3 separate regions of the Mus musculus genome follow, and regions 2 and 3 are each linked to region 1. The links are chromatin contacts, called in public HiChIP or PLAC-seq maps. All regions are on one chromosome and are shown on one strand. The core of a region is the stretch at or near the end of the contact, and the rest is flanking DNA. Distances in the headings are between cores, read along the strand shown. Region 1 overlaps Tmem132e (transmembrane protein 132E). Region 2 has its middle 73 kb from the start of Ccl1. Region 3 has its middle 23 kb from the start of Gm24612.

Region 1 (2,700 bases), core at 40-2,539:
GGGAAAGCCAGGTGTGGCAGTACAGGCTTGTCACTCCAGCATTTGAGAGGCTGAGGAAGTTTGCAGGTTCAAGGTCAGTCTAGACTACATAAGACACTCTCTCACAAAACAAAATCAAAGACATTTCCCTTAAAAGCAGTCTGTTAATAGCTCAGTGTTGTGGCACAAGTCTGTAATCCAAGCTACTTGTAAGACTGAGGCAGGAGGGTCCTAAGTTAAAGACCTGAGTGGTCTGTTGAGCAAGTTCAAGGCAGTCTGGGCAACTTGTCGAGACCATGTCCAAAATGGAAAAGTGAAAAGAGGGCTGGGAGCCTTGCAACACACAGAAGTGCTTGCTGTGTGGGTCTGGCAAACTGAGCTCAATGGCCAGATCCCGGGATGGTGGAAGAGAACCGACTCCTGAAAGTTGTCCTCTGACACATATGCTGTGGCATGCATGTGTGAGCGCACATTCACACACAAACTTTAAAAAGATTTTTAATGTAATTTTCAAAAGAGGGTTAGGGATGTGGCTCAGTGGTTCAAACCTTGGGCTCATCCTTAGGCAAAACACAAGTATGCACACACATGCTCATACACACAAATACAAGTCACACACACATATATACACATGCACATACACACATAGGACATACTCAAAGACACAGATATACACACAGAGACATGCTCACAGAGATACATACATACACATACACACACACAGGTAGATACACACACACACATGCACAACCACATATAAAGATACAGTCACACATACATACACATGCAGGTACACACACGCAGACACAGATACACACACGCAGACACATACAGAGATACGCAAAAGACACACACATGTAGACACACACACACATACACATGTAGAGACACACATACACCCTGTAGGAGGAATGCAGTCAAGCAAACACCCCAGCGTCATTTGGTCACCCTTCAGGCACCTGCTGACCTCACTTATTTCAGATCATGGGACTTCTTGAGTGTGTATGTGTAGAGGGTACATGTTATGTGGTACTTCTGTGACAGTATCGGACTAAAAACTCTTTCACCGACATGTGGAGGGGCCTCTGAAGGTTGCCCCACCCTCCCTCTGCCCAGAGGCATGGCCACAGCTTAGAGTTATCTTAGCACAGGACTCTTTCATCCTCTGCCAGAATGGGGCACAGGCTGGGGCAGACTAGCTTCCACAGGTGTTACTTCCTACATGATCCCACCTGCAGCAGAGTGGGTTCCCAGGGCACCCGAACCTCTATTCCCAAAGGAGCCACTTGGCTGCACCCAGCCTTGACACATAGCGTGGTTTCTCAGCTGGGCCTATCAGTACATGTCATACAGTTCATGCTCTGAGGGTCTCAAATGACCATGCAACAGTTGAGAGCAAGGGACCTGTGTCTGCTCACTCAGGATGTCACGGATGATTACAGAAGGAAATACAAATACTTTGCAGGCAGTTGAGGGGCAGCCCAGCCTGCTCTTGCAACTTCCAAGCGTTCTGGTCCTTCCCAGGCTATCTGGTTCCCAGAGACACCCTGGGCAGCCGAGTTCAGGTTCTGAACAGTCAGAGAACCTGGTTTCAAATCCTAGTCCAGCCTCTTTCCTGCTGTGGGCCTCTGAGTAACCTCTCTGGACTTATGTCACCTGTACTATACAGTGCCATCCACCTTCCCATCGTCCCCTTGGACTGGCAGTAAAGAAGGGCTTCCACAGGGCCTGCTCCAGAACTAGCTGGGTAACGGAGGCTGGCATCTGCTACAAATAGGGACCTTTCGGCCCAAGTCACGGGGCTTTCTCTCCTCGGAGTGCATCCACTCTTTGATTTCTTTCTTCTCAGCCCTGCTGGATGCCAGGGGGTTCACAGAGAGGTCACAACTGGTCTCTGAGGGGACAGACCTGCAAACAACTAACAGAGCTGCTGAAGGCATAGACCCAGGCCTAAGGAGCTCCAACCTGGAGGCCCGAGCAGAGCACCCAGCAAGAAGAGCATCTAGGAATTCCACAATCCCAGCACTCTGGGGTAGATACAGGAGGATTACAGTGAGTTCTAAGTCATCCTGGGTTATACACTGAGCCCCTGTCTCAAAACACAAAACACCGACCAAAAATACAGCCAAGAATAGCAAGTGGGAGGTGCTCAGAGTGAGAACCTGGCCCTCAGGATTCTGGGTTCTTACATCAGTGGTCATTTGCATGGGGTGAGGTACCTGTGTTTGGGGAAGGTAGTAAGGAATGAGGAGGGTCAGGAGACAGGGCAATGGGGGGGTTACTAGTTGGAGCAGGGAACACCTCCTCTCCTTATGGGCAATGGGTGGCAGAAGGTGTGTGGACAGATCAGCTGACCATGGAAGAAAGAACTCTGAGCAGTCAGCAGGGAAGAGATCCTGAAGGGGACACTCTAAGGATGTGGTTGCCTAAGTCTAACTGAGTGGCATTATTCCTGAGCATGAAGACAGACAGAAGAGCCTTCCTAGGGGCTCTATGAGGAGCCCAGGCTCCAGAGTCCATTTGCTGAGCTTGGTTGGCCTGGATCCACAATGACAACAGCTACCTGACCCATGGGCAACTTCTTGCCATTTCTGGGTCTGCAATGTGCTGCTGCTGCTGTTGCTGCTGCTGCTGCTGCTGCTGCTAGTGGCATTTTAAGCTTACAAATGAATTAAATAAGAGTGTCCAGGTCAGGGCCCATGACTATCTAGGCACTTGGTG
Region 2 (2,700 bases), core at 89-2,588, 160 kb after region 1:
GGAATGAGGGCCTGGGCAGGGCTGATTGCTATAGGACCCATCACAGGCCAAGGCTCACTTTTTCTGCTCTGCACAGCCACTCCACCTGTTGGAAATTAACCCAAGGACTAGCCAGGTAGAAGGGATAAGGCCTGAGGCCAGTTCCCCACCCCTACCCCAGCATTCACCAAGTCTTTCTCCCATATATTACCAGTTTCAAAATAACTGTGTACAGACTTGGTTCGTGTCCTAGGCTAGTCATTCATGCATTCATTCATTCAGACGTCCAGGAGAGCTTCTGAAATTGCTAAGATGTGCTGGGCACTGTGCCAAGCAGCAGCCCCGAGATGAATGAGACCCTGTCCTTGTTGTAAAAAGGCTCAGAGGCTGCTGTGGAGACAGAAGACAGACCTGCAAACAGGCACTGTGTGGCTTGGGGACATTCCAGGGCCTGGATGTGGGGTAGGAGTGGACCTTCAGAGAGAAATCCCTGAAGGAAGCCGAGCTTGAGCTCAGCTGGAGGAAATCTATCTGTCGGCATCCTCAGTACTGAGTTGGTGGGATCATTCTGGCTCTTGTCTGACAGAGAAGGAAGCACTGGGAGAAGGAGAGCCTGAGGTTTGATGGAGCTCTTATCCCAGCGGATCCTACGTGCCCAGGAACCTTCCATACCCTACCTTGAAGGTTAGGAGTTAGGATCTCAAGATGGGATTTGATTCACAAGTCAGCCTCAAATGGGCTGTACTCCCAAGCCCCCTTCCTGAAGAAGAGGACAAGGTTTCCAGGAGACTGTAAGATGATGGTGGTGAATGATGCTCTGGAAGGGGAAGAGCACACTCTCATGACTCAGAGTTTTTAAATTGGTTTTTAAGAGGGGTTTCATGCACCCATTGGGACTGGAGCCTGGGAGCAGAGCTTAGGCTTGTTCAATCACTGGGAGGCTCAGGGATGTTGATGTATGGAACGATTGCACCTTGGACTTTGTACAGGAAGGCCTGCGCACTAGAGGCCCCACTGTGCACATGCAGGCTGAAGTGTACCTCTCACCCTGTGCCCGGCATCTCAGCATCACCGCATCATTTATGCTTCACACCCGAATCCCCTGAGCATCCTGAAGAACCCCCACATCATACCTACTCTGTTCCTGGGCGAGACACTATTGGTGCCTATGTCATAGCTAATATACAAACCTGGATGCTGACTTAGACAAACGCCCATCCAGGCAGATACCTTTGGCTAAGTAGACTTAGATGAGTGCTGGCATAAAGAGTCTGGAAGCTGCACCTGTTAGATGCAAGCTAGGGGCTGATCAGGCCACACCTACCGGCAACAGCCTCCTTCTCACAGCTGCTGTGAAGAAAATGACAAGCCCTTGATGAGAGCCTCTCAGTGAATATGTGACCCTTCAACATACTCCCCAGGTGCACAGATCCCAGGAGAATGGCAAGTAATAGTCTCATTTCTCTAAGGACATCAGAATCTGGGCCATGAAAGGGTTACTGTAAAAAGGGCACCATTCAGCTAGATGTGTGCACTTCCCCACTTCCCCCACCTCTTTGGAGTTTTATGTTCCTTCCCTCAGATTACAGGCAGGGCACATGCTGTGAACTATTCACAGAGCATGAAACTTCCTTCTTCCTCTGGGACCCTTAAGAAGAGACCTACCTAGTTAACTCTGGCTCAGGGGCCAGAGGTCTCTCCTCCAAAGCCCCTGCCATTCTGTTGTCCATCTGTCCACCTGTGGTGTCAGTAACTCTTCTGATAGACCTCCTATCTCAAAGGACAATCCATTCACCCCGTGTCCCCCTCGAACCACAAACCCAGGAACTGTCATCAGCATGTGAGGGAGAGGGAGAGGACATTCTAGGGGCCTCTAGTAGAAAGCATGTTAGCTGCACAGGGAAGGGTGATGGGTCTTGTTTAAGCCTAAACAAAGAGGCAAGGTGGGTTTGGGGAGCCTTGAGAACATCAGTGGCTGAGATCTGAGGTGGGACTAGAAATGCTAAGTCATTGTTACTGGAGCACCAGCTTTAGGTCAGGAGCCAGATGGTCACAGATGGTCCTTCTCCAGTGTCTGGGGCTCCAAGAGTATAGCTAGTGTTGACTTGCCAAGTGTGACCACTGGCTATATCTAACTAAGCTTGCTGTAGAGGAGGCAGATGATGAATCTACAGCCTAGATGTGGGGCCTGGAGAGGCTGGTGGGAGTGAGTTAGGAGAAAGGGTAAGGAGGAAGTGTGGGGGACAGAGGGGAGAGAGGGGGAGGGGGAGAGGGAGAGAGAGAGGGGGCCAGAACAGCAAGCACACATACACATGGGTGAGATCCTAGGGAACATTCTGTAAGAGCGGCTCTAGCAGGTTTGATATTACACTGCTGGACCACCCCGTCCCTCCTTTGTCTTCAGAGGGAGGAGGGTGTCTGGGCAATGCTCACAGAACACCTACTGTGTGCTGCACAGGAAACAAAGGGAAGGGGCTATTCATCTGACACTGTAGTGTGCCTGGGGCACAGCTGTCAGGCAGTTGCTAGGGTGGACCCCATTACACGGAGAGACAATGGGGTGTATGTAAGTGGTGATTTGCTCAAATTCCAGGAGGATTCCGCAAGAGTCCCTGCAGCCTATACTTGGTCACTGTGGCGTTGGGGGTTTGGGTGGGAAGCCTAAGCTTTCTGACATGTGTCCTCCGCACAGCCCAGGCACTGCAAGAGATGATAAACACT
Region 3 (2,700 bases), core at 118-2,617, 160 kb before region 1:
CGTGGGAGGGAATCCGACATGGCCAAGAGCTGCCTGGCATTTCCAGCTAACTTCACTGCCGCTCAGCGGGTTGGGGCTTTGGGGTTGGAGAGAGAGTGGAGACAGGGATGGCTTAGTGAAGGTAGGAGTTACAGGGCAAGGTCGGGGCATGCTTCACAGGGAAGTGATGTGTGAGCAGGTCTCAAAGGTCAAGTATACAGAACATCTGTCACCTTAATATGGGTCTAAGGACGATCTTGGTACAAGCCAGTTACATGAATGGCTTCTTTGTTTTATTTTGAAGGCAGGTTCTCACTATGTAGCCCTGGAATGTGCTATGTAAGTTAAACTGGCCTCAAACTTGCATCCATCCTCCTGTCTCTGCTTCATGAATGCTGTGGTTAGAGGCATGCCCATGGCGACTGGTTCTGTTCCATGATTGTGTTTGTTGCTTCACAAAAGAGCAAAGGGCAAATGGATTTCAACAACAAAGATGATGTAGCTGAAAAGTAGGTCACCTCCTTTGCAAACCTCTTTAGACCCTCTGCTACATGAAGGCTGTTGTAGGCTCTGCCAGTTAACAAGATATGAACATGGTGGGCCTGAGAGAGAATGAGACAGACTTTCTCAGGAGGAAGCAAAGCAAACAGGAAGACAGGACATCCCAGCCTCCATTCTGAGGACACCTGTAGAGGTTGTGCTGTGCACTCCTGTCCTCTACCCATGGGTGCTGGCAGCACTCCTTGCCTAGATGTGATATCCAGATGTGTTTCTAGATATTTCCTAGGTCTCATGGGGGACAAAATGACCTCCAATGAAGATGGCTGTTGCAAAGTAATATGACTATATTAGGGACTGTTAGTACTATGAGTAAGATAACTTGGGAGATCGGGTGAGTACGTGCCTGGCAAGGGTGGTAAGGGCGTGTCTGAGAAAGTGGCTCTGGAGACAAGGCCTGGAGACAGGACAGCCATGCTTTAATGAGAAGGGAGGGAAACTTCCTTCCTTCCAATCCTCTGTCACTTCTGAAGGTGTAATGCCTCTGTGGTGTGGGGAAGCCTCAACAGGGTGTGAGGTAGGAATGCTTATCTTACCCACTTCACAGATGAGGTAACTGAGGCACAGAGGAAGCAGCAAAAGCAGAGAGGCCTTGAGGTTGGCCAGATAAAGGTCAATGTGGGAGAGCAGAGCACAGCAGGTGTTGGGGAGGTGGGGAAAGAGGCACTGGGGGTGAGGCAGGTCATACCAGCCTTGCAGTTGTATGTACTGGACTCTGCATGGGTGGCAGTCATCCCCGGGCAGCTGAGTCCCTCTCAGGAAACCACAGGGAGCTGAAGAAGAGCCACCTGGTCCAGCAGGGGTCATGCCTTGCTTCTGGGAAAAACAGCTTACATTTGACTCCCTGCCTGGGACAGCTGTGTGTATCTCCTGTGGGCTCTGCTAGGCTGTGGTGGTATCAGCAGTTCGGGTCTCGCTTCCTTCTTTCCCTACTGGTAGATCCTGAGAATACATCATCTGAGCAAACTTCCAACACGCCTTTTGCTGTCATAGGTAGGGTCTCTCCAGGGAACCTGTTGGGTGGCATAACATAGTGTGCCATTTGGTTCTGTTTTGGTTGCACTGGGAAGCCATTGACCTAGGAAAGTCATGCATAATTCAGGCCAGCACATAAGTGAAGAAGGGCCATGTGAATTCTAGAGTCTCTGGAAATGGGGTTCACATGGAAGGTTGGAGCTGGTCACCCTGAGACTTAGGAACCAGGCAGAGGAGCTAGAAAGGAGCTGAAGTGGCCCTGAGGAGGAGGGAGTCTCTGGAAGGGAGCAGCCACTGAGGCGAGAAGCAGTGACATCTAAGAGGTGTGTCCAGTACTCCCTAAGAGCTCCACCAGGGTGGAGAGACTTAGCTGAATCCAGGGGAAAGGCAGAGTCACTGCACAGCGGTTAAGAGGGCCGTGGTCTTGCCTCTTGGATATCCACCTCCTTCTTCAGGTAGATCCTCTTAACCCAGTCTCTGGTCTCATCCTGAATTCTTCCCTGCCCCCAACCAAGGGATGACGCCTGCAACAACTGTGGGCACCTGGGCCCCATCCCAGGCTTTGAGATGAAAGACAGTTGGGGCGGGCACTCACATGGCTATGTCACAAGTGAGTCACACGTGTCCCCTAACCTATCTCCAGCCCTGCTTCCTGCCCAGGTTTGGAGGGAGCCCTATGACCTTTCCTGAAGTCCCATGAATCTTCCCTTGAAGAGGTATGTTTGGAAATAGCTTCCAGACTCCAAACCCAGCATTGTCTGCTACACAGAGCCTCAGTCTACTTATTTGGTCTGAGGGCATTTTGCTGTTAATTGAGAAATTTCTTTTCTGCTCATTGCTTTCAGGCACCATAGGATTCATGCTCAGGTTGCTGTGGAGGGCATGGGAAAGGGATATTAGAAATGTTTAGTCCCTGCCTACTGGCTTGAATTCATGTCTTTAGATCAATTCCAGTTGCACCTAGTTCCATGGCTCAGAGTTTAACTGTTAGGATGGAAAAAAACAAAACAAAACAAAAAAAAAACCTCTTCCTCTTGCAATGTTAAACTTGGTCCTATCGGCCAACCACACCATCTGTAGCATATTATGAACTAATTAAAAATAAACCTGTAATTACCTTGTTAATAGAGCAATTATATTACATTGTAATTTTTGTGTTAAATATTAAATTGTTAAATGTTAAGATGT

Evidence for each region. HiChIP or PLAC-seq counts read pairs in DNA pulled down with a chosen protein or histone mark.
Region 2: a contact with region 1 is called in an H3K27ac HiChIP or PLAC-seq map of large pre-B cells, with 3 times the contacts expected there. The contact joins two enhancer-like sites. A contact is called at or near these places in 2 of 39 promoter capture datasets (the C10 cell line and liver), 9 of 484 Hi-C or Micro-C datasets (the C10 cell line, erythroblasts, liver and 6 more) and 1 of 115 datasets of contacts at active chromatin or transcription factors (large pre-B cells).
Region 3: a RAD21 HiChIP or PLAC-seq map of pro-B cells shows a contact between it and region 1, with 6 times the contacts expected there. The contact joins two enhancer-like sites. A contact is called at or near these places in 2 of 39 promoter capture datasets (the C10 cell line and liver), 1 of 15 datasets of contacts at CTCF or cohesin (pro-B cells), 9 of 484 Hi-C or Micro-C datasets (cortical neurons, embryonic stem cells, liver and 3 more) and 5 of 115 datasets of contacts at active chromatin or transcription factors (differentiating embryonic stem cells, embryonic hindbrain, forebrain and 2 more).

The regions. Positions count from the first base shown.
Region 1 is chr11:82,409,205-82,411,904 of GRCm38.p6, reverse strand. The region is part of intron 1 of Tmem132e (transmembrane protein 132E); the gene reads right to left. Among named protein-coding and RNA genes, the nearest start is that of Tmem132e, 22 kb to the right of the region's middle. Within about 2 kb of position 1,289, at least 7 of the 459 cell types and tissues checked have an H3K27ac peak or open chromatin away from gene starts, as enhancers often do. A contact at or near this core is called in pro-B cells, where this site is marked.
Region 2 is chr11:82,251,224-82,253,923 of GRCm38.p6, reverse strand. No RefSeq gene overlaps it. Among named protein-coding and RNA genes, the nearest start is that of Ccl1, 73 kb to the right of the region's middle. Within about 2 kb of position 1,338, at least 11 of the 459 cell types and tissues checked have an H3K27ac peak or open chromatin away from gene starts, as enhancers often do. A contact at or near this core is called in pro-B cells, where this site is marked.
Region 3 is chr11:82,571,943-82,574,642 of GRCm38.p6, reverse strand. No RefSeq gene overlaps it. Among named protein-coding and RNA genes, the nearest start is that of Gm24612, 23 kb to the left of the region's middle. Within about 2 kb of position 1,367, at least 4 of the 459 cell types and tissues checked have an H3K27ac peak or open chromatin away from gene starts, as enhancers often do. A contact at or near this core is called in pro-B cells, where this site is marked.